Regions from separate parts of the Columba livia genome. Here region 2 is linked to region 1. Evidence: chromatin contacts called from public Hi-C data. All regions are on one chromosome and are shown on one strand. Each heading gives the region's core, a stretch centred on a gene start, on an enhancer-like site or on the middle of the called end of the contact. The rest is flanking DNA. Distances are from core to core; before and after follow the strand shown. Region 1 overlaps MLLT1 (MLLT1 super elongation complex subunit). Region 2 holds the start of ACER1 (alkaline ceramidase 1).

Region 1 (7,515 bases), core at 307-2,806:
CCATACCAGCATCATATCATGTATTTGTCACAGCTACTAGATTCTTAAACACTTGTGTTTGAGCATTGAGCATATTTCCCTCATTTTCAAACAAGGTAATAGCGTTCAGACGGGGGAGAGTTCCAAAATGCTGTTTGGTTACTTCGCTTACCCATGTGGAATATAAGATGAGAGTATTTCATGGACTTGTTAGCAGAGTGTACCATAAGGCTACTTGCTTTAAAAAGAAACGAATATTGGGCTATTCCCTTTGAAATGTCCTGTGTGGGAGCGGGTGGAACACCAGTCAGACGGGTTGGACGAGCTGGAAGAAGGGGGTTTCATTTCTCTGGACGTTATGGATAAATGACTCTGTCGGGCTGGATGTTGGAGTTACTGAATAACCGTGAGCTTCCTCAGTGTGCTCCCGTTTTGTGGAGAATTTTGGTTTATGGCTTTCTAAAAGTGATTTATGAGCTTCATGCGCACGCTACCAGTGAAATTCTGATTGGTGTTTAAGTGGAAACGGGCACACCCTGCCTTAAAAAACAGGACAAGGAAATTTTAACAAAGACTTTGAAAAATTCCTCCTGTTACAAAAAGAACTTTAACCCGTTACTTCAAAACTCAGAAGGAAAATGAAGCAGTTTCAGTGTGTTTAACAATGCAGTGGCAGACAGGAAGCTGAAAACACTAACAATAAAAGTGTAACGTTCTGAGCTTTGGAGATTGGGGGTGGAATAGGGGGGTTTACTGGATGGAGGGACAGAAAAGCTTGGCCGTAGCTTTGTGGTGCACTTCCAGTTTCCTTCTTGGGCATTGTGAGATTGAAGGGGCAGATAGAAACTGAGCTTCTTGCTGGGAGATCCCAGACCAACTTAACCGTTTCATGGCCAAGTTGACCACCACATTTTAATCTGGATAACCGCAGTATCTACTGGTTAGAAATGGGTGTGATCTGTGCTTTCTAAAGCCTTTCTTGGATGTTCTCGGGGACAAAATATCCACCAAAACTCGCTCCCCTTTTCAGTGTTATTTGTTGGAATCAAGGGCTGAGTATCAGAAGATGGATTCACACAAGAGTAAAGCTTGCCTTACACTGATAGTTGCTACTCAAGCCTGGACTTAAGCTTGTAGGCTGAGGAAGTACCAACCCTGTGTTGCAGCTCATAGATCCCAACACATTATTTAAAAGGCTTTGAAGTGTGGATTCAGTGTGGCTTTCCATTGAAACTTGAGGATGCAGACGTCCAGATTTTCCTCCTCCTCTCACCCCCCTTTTTTCCCCTCCCCTCTTAATGGTCGTTTTGAGGGCAGAACCTTTGGGGAGGACCGGATGGGTTAAGCTTTGCGGGTGTTGAGCTGTAATCATTAGCTGTCAGGGAAGGCAGTAAAGGAAAGAATGTTTATTTGCAGCTTTTTTGCTTTGAGACTTTTGTACTGGTGCTTTTAGGAGCGCTGTAATCTTAACTATTCACTGGGGTGGGGGCTTCAGACGGCCTGAGGCGATACAAAGGATATTGTAATGACGGCGGGCTCGGCTCCCAGCGCCGTCGGGATCTCGGAGCTGGAGAAAAATCACATTGAAAAATGGTTTTAACTTTGCAAAAAGCGGATGCTCTCGTCAGCAGACCTACAGTAAATATTTGGGAGCTTCTCTATATATAAAAAATGAGATATGTAAGATAAAAGGGGAATTAGTCCTTCTCTGAAAGCAAACAGGCGGATGACAAAGCAGAGTTGTGATAACATGAATAAAACCTGCTTTTGCTAATATATCCAAGATCAATTTCTTCTACGTTGCAAACTAGGAAAAGCATTTTAGAAACCATCCTTAGCTCCATTTGGATTTCTGTTCGCCCTTCATTTAAGTTTATTAGACTTTGAGGGCCCCTCTCCAGCTGCTGTTGGAGCCCCAGCGTCAGCACACACACGCTAATGATTCACTTAATGAGAATGGTCGTAGCAAGAGACGAAAATGACTGTGTGGTGTATTTTGCGAGTATTTTTCTACTTCTTGCCTTTGATCTGTTTTAGCAGCCGTGTAAACCTTTCAAGCGCGCGTGGATTCTTCAGGAGTTTCCAAAATAGGGTCTGAAGACCCTGATCCTGGTCGCATGTTCTTGCTTCTATGTGTCTGCGTAGATGTTGCCTTCCCCTGTTTTGACTCCTGGGGGGGGCTTAGGCTACTGATTTTGATATAAACCAGGTGCGGTTACCACACTTTTTGTTATTAAAGGTATAATTTGTACAAGAAACGGCTTCTTTAGTGACGTTCGCGTCCAGCAAACAGCAGGAATCTGTGTAGTCTGGAGCCTGTTTTCAACAAACCTAAGGGCTTGGGCTGGGAGACTGCAGCATCTGTTCCACCCAACAATGCAACGGCACCAGGAGATGGAGCCGCTGGGTGGACCTTGAAACGCATAATATGAGATAATACCCAGCAGTGTCACCATCAATATTCGTAATACACAAGTAGCGTGTGATATTTGCAGTTTTGGGGGAGAAAAGGGCTTTTTGCAGTAGTTTTTGCAGATGCAGAGCGTCCGCTGTGCTGCGGCAGGTGGAACGGAACCAGCGAGGCGCAGCTGATCCCACCGTGCATGCAAACTCCGCGTTCCAAAAGTGCCCTTGGAAGGTTCAAAAGCCCGCGGTCTCTTCCCATTCAGCCTCTGCAATGTGCATATTGAAAAGGATTTTACCAGGCGAGTCAGCCTTTTACCGCCGCATTTGATCTTTTCTCAGCGTCTGCGGAGATGCTGTGAATTCAGAAGTTGTTCATTCTCTAAATAAAGGATTATGCTTTGCTTAATATTGATACGTATAGTGGAATAGCTTCCCAAAGGAGATAGGATCTGAATTGAGTGAAAGACAGAATCGTGGTTAAAGCTTCTGAATCCGCTTTCCTGGGATACTTGAACAGCTTTCAAGTGACAATTTCCAGCCAGTATCCTTGTCCGTGTGTTGGTTTTGCAGTGAGAAGCCATGCCTGAGTTTCTGATCAACAATATGTTAACACTAGGCCCAAATAGTTTATTTTCTAGCTCTCTGATACCGTGAGGAAAAACTGAACGCAGCACTTACTTGGCACTTCATTTGGGGTTTTCAGGAGTGACCATTTGAATCCTCCGCCTTAATGCACTCGCCAAACTTGTGCTGTTTTTTGCAAAGCCTTTCTTGTTTTCAGGAGGAGCCGAAAAGGGTTTGTTTCACCTACGACCTGTTCTTAAACCTGGAGGGAAACCCCCCCGTGAACCACCTGCGCTGCGAGAAACTGACTTTCAACAACCCCACCAAGGAATTCAGACGCAAACTCATCCGGGCCGGAGGGGTAAGTGCTGTGGGGACCCGAGGAGGTTCCGCTCCAGCGTGCGCTGATCTCCTTTTGCTCTGGCTTGCTATTATTTTACCCACTGCTTTCCACATTTCTTTAAAGGATGACCCAGCCCCTTTTTACCCCTGGTTACATGAAGCAGAACTAAACCGTTGCCTACGTGATTGGTGGTGCTTCATTTTTAATTGAAATGTGACCATTAATATCAAAAACCCCTCTGGAAAAGGATCCTGTGTGGACGTCGCATGTTGTCTGTCAGTTACGGTTTTCTGCAGCCTTCCAGTGTGTTCCTTACTCATTTTTGCCACAGAAAAGCTCAATACTCAACACTTTCTCATCAATATATGTCGTCTATACTTGAGGTCACCTGTCTGTGGCTTAGACAATAAAAAAATCAAGGAAAAGCTTAGAATTCAGAGCAAAAATGGGTGTGAGAGGAGAAAAACAGAGACACCCTTGAAGGCACAATAGGATATGTACAGTGGATGAACTTATTTCTGGGTGAGCAATATTCAGTGATAGACTAAGGAAGTGAGAACCACAAGATGTAGGCAAATTAGCATAAACCACAAAGTGCATGACGTGTTTAACCAGGCAGCAAATGTCGAGACTGCATTTTGAAACACCTACATATATAGTAATTATTGTTATATTCTGTTCAAGGGCTTTATTCAAGATGGTCTTAATTGGGGGCAAAATTTTCTTATGGAAAAAACCCACATTTCTAGCCTGAAAAATTAACAAAGTGAGAAAAGACACGGGGAGGTTTGACCCTAATAAATCTGGAGAGTGGCGCGGGTTGCAGACCGCTCCGTGCGGATCTTCCAGGCTGCTCCGTGCGGATCTTCCTCACTGTGTCAGGCACAAGGAGAGCGCCTGTTGCAGCCCCGGGGCAGCTGGGACACCATTGGCTTTCTCAGGTTCTCACAGCACATTATTGTGTGTCCGATGTACCGAGGTGGTTCATCTTTGGTTCTGACCACAGGGAGGTAAGAGGGAAAGCGTTTTGTGGAGCTCAGCGTTAAGATCTTGTCAAGAGAGAGACCCAAGACCTGCGTTTTTCTTTTCCCCCGAACAGGTGAATTCAGCTTCTAAATTGATGAAATCTTGCTCGTTCCTTCTGCATTTCTCTTGTGCAGGATGAGAGCGCTTGCAGCAGAACACGCCGTCCTTGTCCAGCGCTTTATTGCCTGCTTGTGCTCAGAATATTGGCGTTCCCTTGGGGAAAGATACTTGATATTGCATGTTGCCTTTCATTCTTTTGGTGCTTTTTTGAGGAGTTGCCTTGAAAACGGAGAAAATATCTTTTTATGGCCTGTAAGCAGGAGGAAAAACATTCAAAAGATGAATAATAGTGTGTTAATTGAGCCGAGTGACTTAACATAATCACGTTAATAGTCTGTGCGACTTGTACATAGTTTTTCTTCTTGACTAGGTGATGGTAATGCCAGAAGGAGCAGAGACTGTGTCAAGGCCCAGTCCCGATTACCCGATGTTGCCCACGATCCCGCTCTCTGCCTTCTCGGATCCCAAGAAGACCAAACCGTCCCATGGCTCAAAGGTCAGTGGAACGTCCTTTGGTGTCACCCTCAGGTGAAAAAGTCTCTCAGGACTTGCTGCTAAGAGCTTGTTTAGCAGCTGTTTCTGTCTGCTGCTCATTCCAAAACCTCCTTCCCTGTGCTCTGTGGTTTGCCAACTAATGGTCTGGAACTTATGATAATTTAGGAGACTTTTGAATGGTTTGCTAGGCTTCTCCCCAGGGAAATTTTGAAAAGAAAACTCAGTGTCCAAGACTGTGAATTTTTGGTGAATCACATCGTCCTCCTGATACTCTATAGCGGATCAAGTGGAATGGAGTCCACCTTAAGTGTGATGAAGCTGGTGTTGTGTAATTCTACATAGGAGAACCAATCCACTAGCGGTGTGTTTTGAAGCAGATTACATACACTTTATCGGCCCAAACGGTCCCAAATATTAAGAGCAATTCATTTTATAGTGTAATTAAATTCTGATATCCATTTTCTTCAGGGCTCTATAAGCACTGCTGGCGCTCTGGTCATGCTCTCTGATGCTGATGATATGAAACAGAGTAAAGATGACTTATCTGCCAGTGGCTGATTTAATTTTGGTCAGGAATTAAGCATTACAGAACGCGGAAGACAGAGCAAAGACGACGCGCTCTGACATGAGCTCTGGTGAAAATTGCCGGTAGCTAAAGAGCAAACAATCTCCTGCTTCTCTTCCTCCCTGTTGCCCTCAGAGCTGCCTGTGCGTTTGCATCTCAGCATGTCCAGTTCTCACAAGACCCACTTTTTTCAGTATTTTGAGTTCATATATAATTTGCAAAGGGAATTAATCCTTCTGTGCGTACCTGACTCTTGGGATGGGCAGGGTCCCAGTGGTTGGTGTCTTAAAGCTCTTCCAAGAGGTGATGAAATGGCTGTTGATATCAGACGCTTGGGCTCTCCTGCTTGTGGGACACTCGCTATTTTTGTCAAGTTGTGACGTGGTCCATGCAGTGAGTTGGGGGCTGTGCTGCAAACATAACTCGCATTTGCCATAGATGTGATTTAACCTTCACAATTTCCTTTAGTTGCTGGGTTTTTTCCCTAAAACACAGTCTGAACTATAACACTGTAACACGGCTTGAGTGAGTTTCCTCTTACCTGGCTTCAGACCTTAATCCCGCAGATTAAATCAGAACTAAACATCCATAGATGTTTATAGATCTCCTTCTATAGACCACAGAAAGGAACAGGCGTTTGTGAAGTGTTTCATCCTCTCCTAATGTAGATATTTAAGTGCCCGCTGTCACTTTGTGTCCATCAGCTTTGGGAAATGGAGATGTCTGCCTCGGAGGTAGGTGAGTGCATTAGGCGTGTGTGGGTGGATGTGTCTACGTGAAACAAAAGCGGCAGGGTGATTTATGAGAAAGCATTTCAAGAGCTTCAGTTTCATACCTTGCTTGTGTGTCTCTGTTGTTGAATTTTAGGATGCAAACAAGGAAAGCAGCAAGGCATCTAAGCCACACAAAGTAACCAAGGAGCACAGAGAGAGGCCGAGGAAAGACTCTGAGAGTAAAAACTCCTCCAAAGACCTGGAAAGAGAACAAAACAAGCCTTTGAAGGACTCCTCCAGAAAACCAACCGAGAACAAACTGCCTAAGGAGGAGAAGGCGCCTCCAAAAGCTGCTTTCAAGGAACCAAAACTGGCGGTGAAGGAGACCAAACTGGAGAACACTTCTCCGAAGGGCGGGCCGCAGCCGGAGCTCAAGTCTTCCAGCAAGAGGCCGTCCAACGTGGAGTCACCAAAGCCCAGCGCCAAAAAACAGAAAAAGAGCAGCTCCAAAGGGGTGAAGAACATCCTGGGGACGTCTCCACGAACCTCGTCTTCCTCATACCCAGAGAAGAAACAAACCAAGGAGAAGATGAATGCCAAAGTGGAAAAGGTAAAATCGGAAAGTGAGGCCAAGGAGATCAAAAAGCCGGTGGAAATGGACGAGTCCAATTCAGAGGATGAAACTTCTTTCAAGTCAGAGGTGAGTAGGGATTTGTCCTTCACCAGAGTGTTTAAAGATGCTTCTTAAGTCTCTGCATGAAAAAGGTCTTGAAAAGTATTCTTTCAGATAAGATAGAGAACCAGACTGGCAAAAGCTTGGGCTGGGTTGTATCTCCAATAAAACTCTTAATTGGTGGTGCTGCTGCTGTTCTCCCATTTCAGATGCGCAGTTCTATTTAGACTTATCTGCAGGCACTGACCTACAAGCCAGAGCCGAAGGTGATGGTTCCTTGTTCATCCCTTGCAGTGACATTTATAAAGCCAGAGTATCGTAGGTGCAGATACGCTTTCTACCCGCTTATGATAACGTGATGTTTTGGAATGTGATCTTAATGGAGAAAAGGAGGAAATAATTTCAGCAAACCCTCATCTCCGCACCCGCCACCGGCCCTCGGTGTCCTAAGCATCACCCGGCCCTTGGGACTCGCCGTGCGGCTCCAAGCTGATGGTTCTTTAGCCTGTTCCGTGACAGAACTTGAAGCTTGAGGCTCAAACTTTAAGGCATTGGTGGAGACCGAGCTCCTTTTCCACCCTGGGGGCTGTTTTGGGTCCCAGCGCTGCTGTTCAGTTTGCCGCTGGGTGCTGGTCCAGCCGGCTGTGATCTGCGTGGTGAAGCCACATCACTAAAGCGAATGAGCAGCTGG
Region 2 (7,692 bases), core at 27-2,526, 36 kb before region 1:
AATGTCTCCGCAACTCTTCCATGAGAAAGCTTCGCCCCTCTGCTCCCTGGGTACCTGCACCTCCCCAGCCCGCTCCCACATCAGCATCCTCAGCATCCTCAGCATCCTCAGCATCCCAGGCCCTGTGACTCCAGGCAGGAGGATGTACCATTAGGAGGAGCTGGGAAGCAGGACTCACCCAGCAATCAGCACCTCTTTATGACCTGAATGCTGCTAACTGATGAATCAGGGAAGATGCGGATTCATGACATCCTCTCCAGTTATTTATTTGCTGTGTGGCACAGGATATAACAGTGATGCTTGGATGCTTTGTTCATGTTGAGGATGCCAGAGGTTTTGAGGTGGGAAAAATCATTCTTTTCAAAGATGTTCATACACACCAGGCATTGTGTCTGGGCAGTGATCCATCTTATCTTCAAATCTACCTCTGCCACCTTCCTCGCTGACACTGCACGTCACCTTCGTGCTGGGGTGGACAAGTCACTACTTGCTTCTCACTGAGATTCCCCTGGGGAACTGGGTACCTCCTTTCAGCACGTGAATTCAGGAGTTATAAGTGAATGAGAAGCAAATTCACCCCAGATTTCCTCAATACAGACACCCCAGTGCAGCCATCTCCGGGGATCGCTTCTGATCTTCTGCTTCAAGTTGCATCATCTGTCCCAGAAAGAAATCCAGCCCTGACTTAGTTGCATGTAACGGAGGCTCCACCGTGTTGTAATAAAAGCTGCTTCAGTGGTTAATTACCCTTTTATTTCAAAATATGTGTGGATTTGGGAAGCTTTTGTAAGCCCTGGTGTCTTCAGGAAGGGCTCAGGTCTCCTAGGTATGCTCCCATTTGCAAAATTGCCACCCTGAAGTGTCCTATTCAGCCAATTCTTTAACTAAATAATGAAGTAAACTAGCTAGAAGAAGTGTGATTTGATAATGAAATTATTTTTTATAATAAAACAGTAGTTGGGGAAAAGTTGAGAAGCGGCTCGAGTTTAACCCCTGAAAACAAGGCAGCATCAGCTTGCTGCGTGATTTTTGGTAAAAGCAGTCATATTGGGTTCTTTAACCAGCTCTGCAAGGGAGGTTGTATGGATCAGTCCCTGCCCTGGGAAAAACAGGGTTAGGATTGGGGTGTGTGCGCCTGCGCAGGGAACCCGCCTTGGGGCACCACGGATGATTTCAGACGGCATTTCCACCCGCAATTCCAACCTTTCCAGCTCACGCTCCTCTGCCCTCCCTCCCTGCCCCTGCCCATTTGGGTGCACACATATAAACCCTCCAGCCAAGATGTTTCCTTGGGGGGCCGGGGAGGTTTGCCCGGGGGGTGTGCATGGCTCTGGGCTCATCCCAACGCTTTCCCTAGAGACGGAGCCAGGGTTGCTCCTGGCGGCTGCTCCAGGTGAGCTCACACCGTGGGCACTCCTGCAGAGCTAGAGCAGCCGGGCAGGTTACCGCTCCGGCTTTGCTAGAAACCTTGGAGCTCCCGACGCCTCAAGCCCTGCTGGTCCGGCTCAAGGAAACCCAGGTAAGCCAGGCTGGGATGGAATGGGAGGAGAGCACTCTGGTTGCGGCTTCGGTTTTTCGGATCCCTTTTTCTTCTTCTGTCTCGTGTTTCCTCCATCCCTTCGCCACACCTTGGCTGATGTCTGTTCAGCCAGGAGATGGGATTTATCACCTACAGAAAGAGTTGTCAGGCATTGGAACCGGCTGCACAGGGCAGCGGTGGAGTTGCCACCCCTGGAGGGGTTTAAAAGGCATTTAGACAAGGTTCTTAGGGACACGGGTTAGTGCAAGAGTTGGGTTAACAGTTGGACTCAATGATCTTAAAGGTCTTTTCCAACTAAAATTATTCTATGAGTCTCTCTCGGGCACGATTCTTTTTTTACCCTACACAACCACTTGCGTTGCTGTGAAAGTGCAATGCAGAGCAGCGGGGATCGGTAGAGAATCACTGCGGAGTGAATGGGCACATGGAAGCCCAAGATCACAAAGAGCAGATCCCAAACCAATCTGTCTGCCCATCTCTTTTGGTTTGCTTCTGTAGCTGTGATCTCATCTGCTTTGGGGAACCAGCCAGCCTGGATTAAAGGGAGGGCATCATTAACCTGCCATTGTAAAAGAACGGTGGAGGTTTATCCACAAGTGAGTTTATCTGGTTGGAGAAAATTGTAGAAGAGCTTGTTGGTATTAGTGCTACGCTCCTGTGTTTTCTCCCTTTGAACTTCTTCTTGGGAAGAGAAGCAGTGGAAGCTGTGGTGGCTTCACATCACTGCACACCTCCAGTAACCACTGAACTCGATGCGGTTGCTCAGCTGAGACCAGTGTAAACAGGGACTTGACTGTTTCTCCACATGCACAAGATAAATTGATGAGTGGTTTTAAGATAAACTTCCTTTCCCTGCACGAGACTCAAAGCTGAAATGATTCTCAAAGCTCTGTCTTCTATCAGTGCTTTGGGAGCTCAGAGATGCTGCTGAAGTGTCCGGTGTCACCCCAGTACCTGCTCATTCTGCAGAGCTAGAGAAGCATCCAGGGGTGTAACTGCTCAGCTCTGGGGAATTTCTGTGTCTCTTGTGCACCAAACACGCAGCCGCCAGGGTTTGAACAGTGCTTCCAAACACCCCTAAGGTGGACATCCATCCATCAGCTTCTGAAATAGCTCCAGAGTCTCAAGGACCTCTAACAAAATATGTCAAATAGGAAATCTGATCAGAAGTTTTATTTTTTTGAATGAGATTAGATTAGATTAGATTAGATTTTTGTCTAGAATCCTACCTGTAAACAGGGGGACCTGACAGTGGAGAGTCCACTCGGTGCCTTTCACTAGAGAGCAGGACGGAGCTCGCACGGGAGCACACGCAACGTGCAATCACCACCACCTCCCAGCGCCCCTGCCCTGTGCCCCAGGACTCGGGTAATAGCCAGGCTCTGTGCTGGGCTCCAGGCTGAGCTTGCATAAGCCCAGCTCCAGCCCTCAGGAAGATGCTGAGAAAGGACTAAGGAGAACCGAGCCAATGAGCAATAAACCCGGCAGAGTTGTCCACTCCCAAAAGGTAGTTCACAGCCTACACAGTACAGGGAAGTCTTCTTGGCAGAAAGATCTGAGTCATAAAGTGAAGAGAAGGGAGAAGACAGGGTGACAAGGACGGGGCTGGAATGGGGACGCACCGTATGGCAGCAACGATCCCTGATCAGAGACGTTAATACCGAGGATGGGGCTGTGGTGACTATTCCCGGGCTTGAGTTCAAGAACATTTCCTAGGGTGATTTGGGGAGACAGAAAGGAATATTCTGCAATATGATATATACAGGGAAGAGGATGAGACTCTCGTAGCAGGGTAAGGATGCTGTGCTGGAGGTGCAACGTGTGTGTGCAAGGGGCAGGCAGAGCGCAAGTCTCCCCTTTCCCTTCCCTTTTGCAAAACTAACCCGCTCCTCTCGCTTTTGCAAAGGTGGCCCAACGATGCCGAACATATTTTCCTACCAGAGCGCCGAAGTCGACTGGTGCGAAGGCAACTTTGAGCACTCGGCGATCATTGCCGAGTACTATAACACTGTGAGTGTGGGCACATGCCGAGGGCAGGCGGGGGCAGAAAGGGCTCCTCGAGCCACTTTGGGGAGACGAGACGCAACGCAACAACCTTGTTTTCCCTCCTCCTGCTTGCTCCTTTAAGCTGCCTGGCGTTGGCGGGCGCTGGTGCGGGGAACTTTTTCTGAGCTTCAGGTACACCATGAGAATTTTATTGCTTATAACAGGCTCATAAAACTAGCTGGGGTCAGGGGTCCCTGTGGCACATGTGGGGCTGAGTTCCCAGCGAGAAAGCCCTGGCAGTGATCCTTAGCCCAGATTCGCGCGATCCTGTTCTACCAGTCCTGCCGCTCTCCTGCCAACTGGGGTAAGTCTCGCACAGGGCTCATGTATTCCAGCTGAACGTACAGGAGCGGCAAAGCGAGAGGCAGCGCTTGCATGAACCGTGGCGGGCAGGCTGGGAATCCGGAACTCAAGGCAGAGGAAAGTTTCACCTCCTGTGATCCTGTGCGATCCATCCCGTGCCAGGCCCGTGAACGCAGCCCCATATCTGTCTGTGGGGGACTCACTCAGTACCTACGCTGCTTCCCCAAAAATAAGACAGGGTCTTCTACAATTTTCGCTCCAAAAATCAATTACTTTTTTTACATGTATAGCTGCCCAAACACTATTTAAATTGACTTTTTAAATGAACTGTAAGTCGGGCTTATTTTTGTAGTAGGTCTTATATTTCAAGCATCCTCAAAAATCCTGAGGGCTTATTTTCAGGGAAACAGGGTAACCAGTCGTTGCAAGGACGTCCTTCCACCTCGGTGCAATTACAGGCTGGCAGGGGTGTGAGGCTTTACAACCTTCCAAAGGTCTTGTTTACAACTTTTAGCAATTACTGTTGAACACTAGCAGTTCTTGTTCTCATGGAAATGCCTCTTCCTCTTTATTTTAAAGCATTTCCTGCATTTAATAAATTGCCTATAATAACGATAATTCCCCTCACCTGAGTCCCGCAGCTCTAATTGCCCAGAGGAGGGAAGTTCAGGCTGTGTATAGTCACTTCTTTTTTTGAGACAATTAAATGAAGATCTGCCAGTCCAGAGCAAATCGCGCTTCCCTCTGGCACCTGCTGGATGTGTTGTGCTGTTGCCTGTTTACAGGTGAGCTCTGAGCTGCAGAACCAGCAAGGAGCTGCACAAACCACTCTGACTCACATCAGCATTTCAAATGGAGCTCTGGTGTTTTGGAGCGTCACTGGCAGCACTGGAGAGGGGCTGATTTCCACACAAGTCTGAAAGTGGTGCTTTAAATCAGAATTCATTCTAGGAGATAAACTCGCCTTGAAATAATTATATCAATATTGACTTCAGCGTCGATTTGCCAGAGTTTTGGACTAGCTGGGGATCCAGCCAGCTCCTTACCCAAGGCTCCTGCACCACTAAATCAGCAGGGCTTCCCAATGGAGCATCCTCTTCAACGCCTTCTTGCCAGCGCTGCCGGGGGCTTGAGCAGGGCAGTTTTGTGCTGCTGAGATTTGCTCCATGCCAGCCACGCTCTCTCTCAGGTCTGCTTGGGTTGGATGCTTTTTATTAGGAATAAGCACCAAGGGTATGAGTGAAGAATGTAAACAGCATTTTTAAGTACCTAATAATACACGGTGGCTAGTGATTGGTTGCGGTTTAGCAACTAAGCGCTGACTATTTATAGTGACTCAGTGACCCAGAAATGTATTGTCTTCTGGCTGCTCGTAGGAGAACAGTGTTGTGCTACACGAGGGCCATCAGCCAGGAGCTTCTTTCTCCTCTCATTTCTTTCCTGAAATGACTGATCCAGGATGCTGGTAACAACACCTGAATCCTCAGCAGCCTCTCTGGCAAAGCAGCAGGAGCTCTGACAGCACAAATGCTCAACTGCAGGTGCAAGTTACCTAGATAAGCCCAGGGAAACACTCTCAGAGCGTGTCGGTCTCGGCATCGCTCTTGCCTGCCCAGAAATCCCATGCAGGAGCCCGGCAGCTCCTCGCGCAGAACTCTGCGAACACCAGACAAACAGCTGTTTCCTGCCCCAAAGCCCTGGCGTGACATCGCGGTGTCGGGACACGCAGCCTCGTCCTCTTCCGCGCAAGTCGGGCTGTTCGGAACTTGCTCTACAGGTCTGCAGAGCCTGGGAGGCGTTTGCTCCTGTCCTCGGCCCTGTGGGCTCCTCTGTCAGCTAAAGCTGCTTCACAAGGTTTTCAGTGACTGAATGCTCTCCAGCGAGTCTTGCACAAATCTCCTTTCACTGCAAAAAGCGCCTGTCTGGAGTAGAGACAAGCACATGCCTTGGCTGCTCTTGCTGCGCTGCTGTGCTCGCAAGCTCTGTAAACCAGCATCTCCCACCCCGATCCATATCTGCAACCTAGAATCACAGAATGATTTCGGTTGGAAGAGACACTCAGGATCACCGAGTTCAACCATAACGTAACTCTGGCACTGCCCCATGTCCCTGAGAACCTCATCTAAATGCCTTTTAAACCCCTCCAGAGATGGTGACTCCACTGCTGCCCTGGGCAGCCTGTTGCGATGCCCGGCAGCCCTTTCTGTGACAACCCTCTTCTTAATAGGAGCACTGGGTACAAAACCCTCCTAACCACATTTGAGATGGAGCTTACCCCATCCTAAAGGGAAGAGATAAGATGACACTCACAAATCAGGGCTTAGATCCGACCCAGTGCCCCCCACAGACACGGTTTTGTAGCATTTCTCCCCTAAGCTGTGAGTTTGGTTGCCCTGCAAGGAGTCAGTTTATCTTTTTGACTCTATTGGCACAATTCCCCTGATCATCCCTCCCCTCTGCTATCTGATCTTGCACATCTCATGCTGAATTAATGAAGCGATAACAGTGCTGTCATGTAATTAATGGCATTGTTGCAATGCCCACTGCAGCAGGGATTCAGCAACCTCTGAGCCCCGCGTTTCCTCACCGCGACGTGCGTGCTGGCACTTGCATGCTGCTGCCTTTTCTGCAAGCGTTCTCTTTCTTGGTGCTATCCCTGCTTGTCTTCCAAAAGCCTCTTTAACCATTTCACAGGAAAAGAAATGTTCGCAACGCAGTTGTTACTTTAACACAGGGTTTGGTTTCTCGATCATTTCCGAACAGTTTGACCTCAAGTGTGCAAGTGGGACCAGCGCTTCTCTTTTCAGAGCTGGAGCGGGAACAGGCCTGGATTTGGCTCTAAGCACCTACAGAAAACCAATACACTTGGCCTGAGAATTACTGTTAATTGGAGCATCAATTCGTTCCATGAAAGCCTTAGTGAAATGCAAGATTAATCTCCAGGTATTAAAGGGCATAGAGACTTTATATTAGGCATGAATTATGTTTCCCTCTGGAATATGAGAGGGTGTGTTTCACATATATGACAACATCGCTGTGATTTGCAGCCCTGTTACCATAAAGTTAAATCCCAGGGGCTGTCGCAAGCCAAGCGTCAATCTTGCAGTTTTCCTGGTGCGTGAGGGGTGAGACCCCGGCTGTGGGGTCAGATTCCAGGCTGGGGGTCCGTGGCAGCATCTTCACCTGGAAGATGAAAAGAAAAGGAGTGTCAAGGTGAGATAAAAGTCACCCTGGTAACTTGCCAAATGACATTTTCACTGATGGCTCTGCCCTGCTCTTCCAGAGCCCTGTCTGGCAGGTAAAACACGGTGCCACAATCACAACCTCTCACGAGCAAGAAAGATTTTTCACGGCGGAGGCTGAGCTTCTCCAATAGACCCCTTTACTGAGCTTGGAAAATCAGGTGAAAAAGCCTGGTAAGAACCTATAGAGAGTTAAGGACTATTTCAAGCTTCATTCCTGCATAGCTGCAGGGTGGAGTGGGCCTGATCCAGCAGACAGGTCCAGGCTTCGGGCACTTGCTGATCCTCTCAGCTCCCAATTTTGCCCATCAGCATATTCTGTTCCCCAAAAAGCACCAGCAACCAGCCGGGCGGCAGCAACAGGCTGAGCCCCAGCGCCACCCGCTCTTCCCCTGACACATGGGACTCTGTCAATACAGCAATTCTGCAGAGCTGGAAATCGGGGCAGAATAATTTCGCTGCATTAAATCGCTAGGTGTGCTTAAAGGAGGTTTGTGACTTCACATAATTACCAGTGTCCAGAAATACCTCCCCGCTCGGGGCCACGTGGCTTCGCACCTG

Evidence for each region. A called contact is a pair of places that touch in the nucleus more often than the background predicts.
Region 2: a Hi-C map of crop shows a contact between it and region 1, with 1.6 times the contacts expected there. The contact joins the promoter of ACER1 here to the enhancer-like site in region 1. A contact is called at or near these places in 2 of 2 Hi-C or Micro-C datasets (crop and liver).

What each region holds. Positions count from the first base shown.
Region 1 is chr27:2,096,877-2,104,391 of bColLiv1.pat.W.v2, reverse strand. MLLT1 (MLLT1 super elongation complex subunit) reads left to right here. Exons shown (of 12, transcript XM_065042247.1): 4 at 3,167-3,310; 5 at 4,749-4,874; 6 at 6,306-6,851. Among named protein-coding and RNA genes, the nearest start is that of MLLT1, 15 kb to the left of the region's middle. Within about 2 kb of position 1,556, at least 2 of the 3 cell types and tissues checked have an H3K27ac peak away from gene starts, as active enhancers do.
Region 2 is chr27:2,132,201-2,139,892 of bColLiv1.pat.W.v2, reverse strand. It overlaps ACER1 (alkaline ceramidase 1), which reads left to right and starts at 1,276. Exons shown (of 7, transcript XM_005513914.3): 1 at 1,276-1,519; 2 at 3,447-3,550. The coding sequence starts at 3,458. LOC110355564 (a long non-coding RNA gene) reads right to left here. Exons shown (of 7, transcript XR_010468245.1): 7 at 5,085-7,072.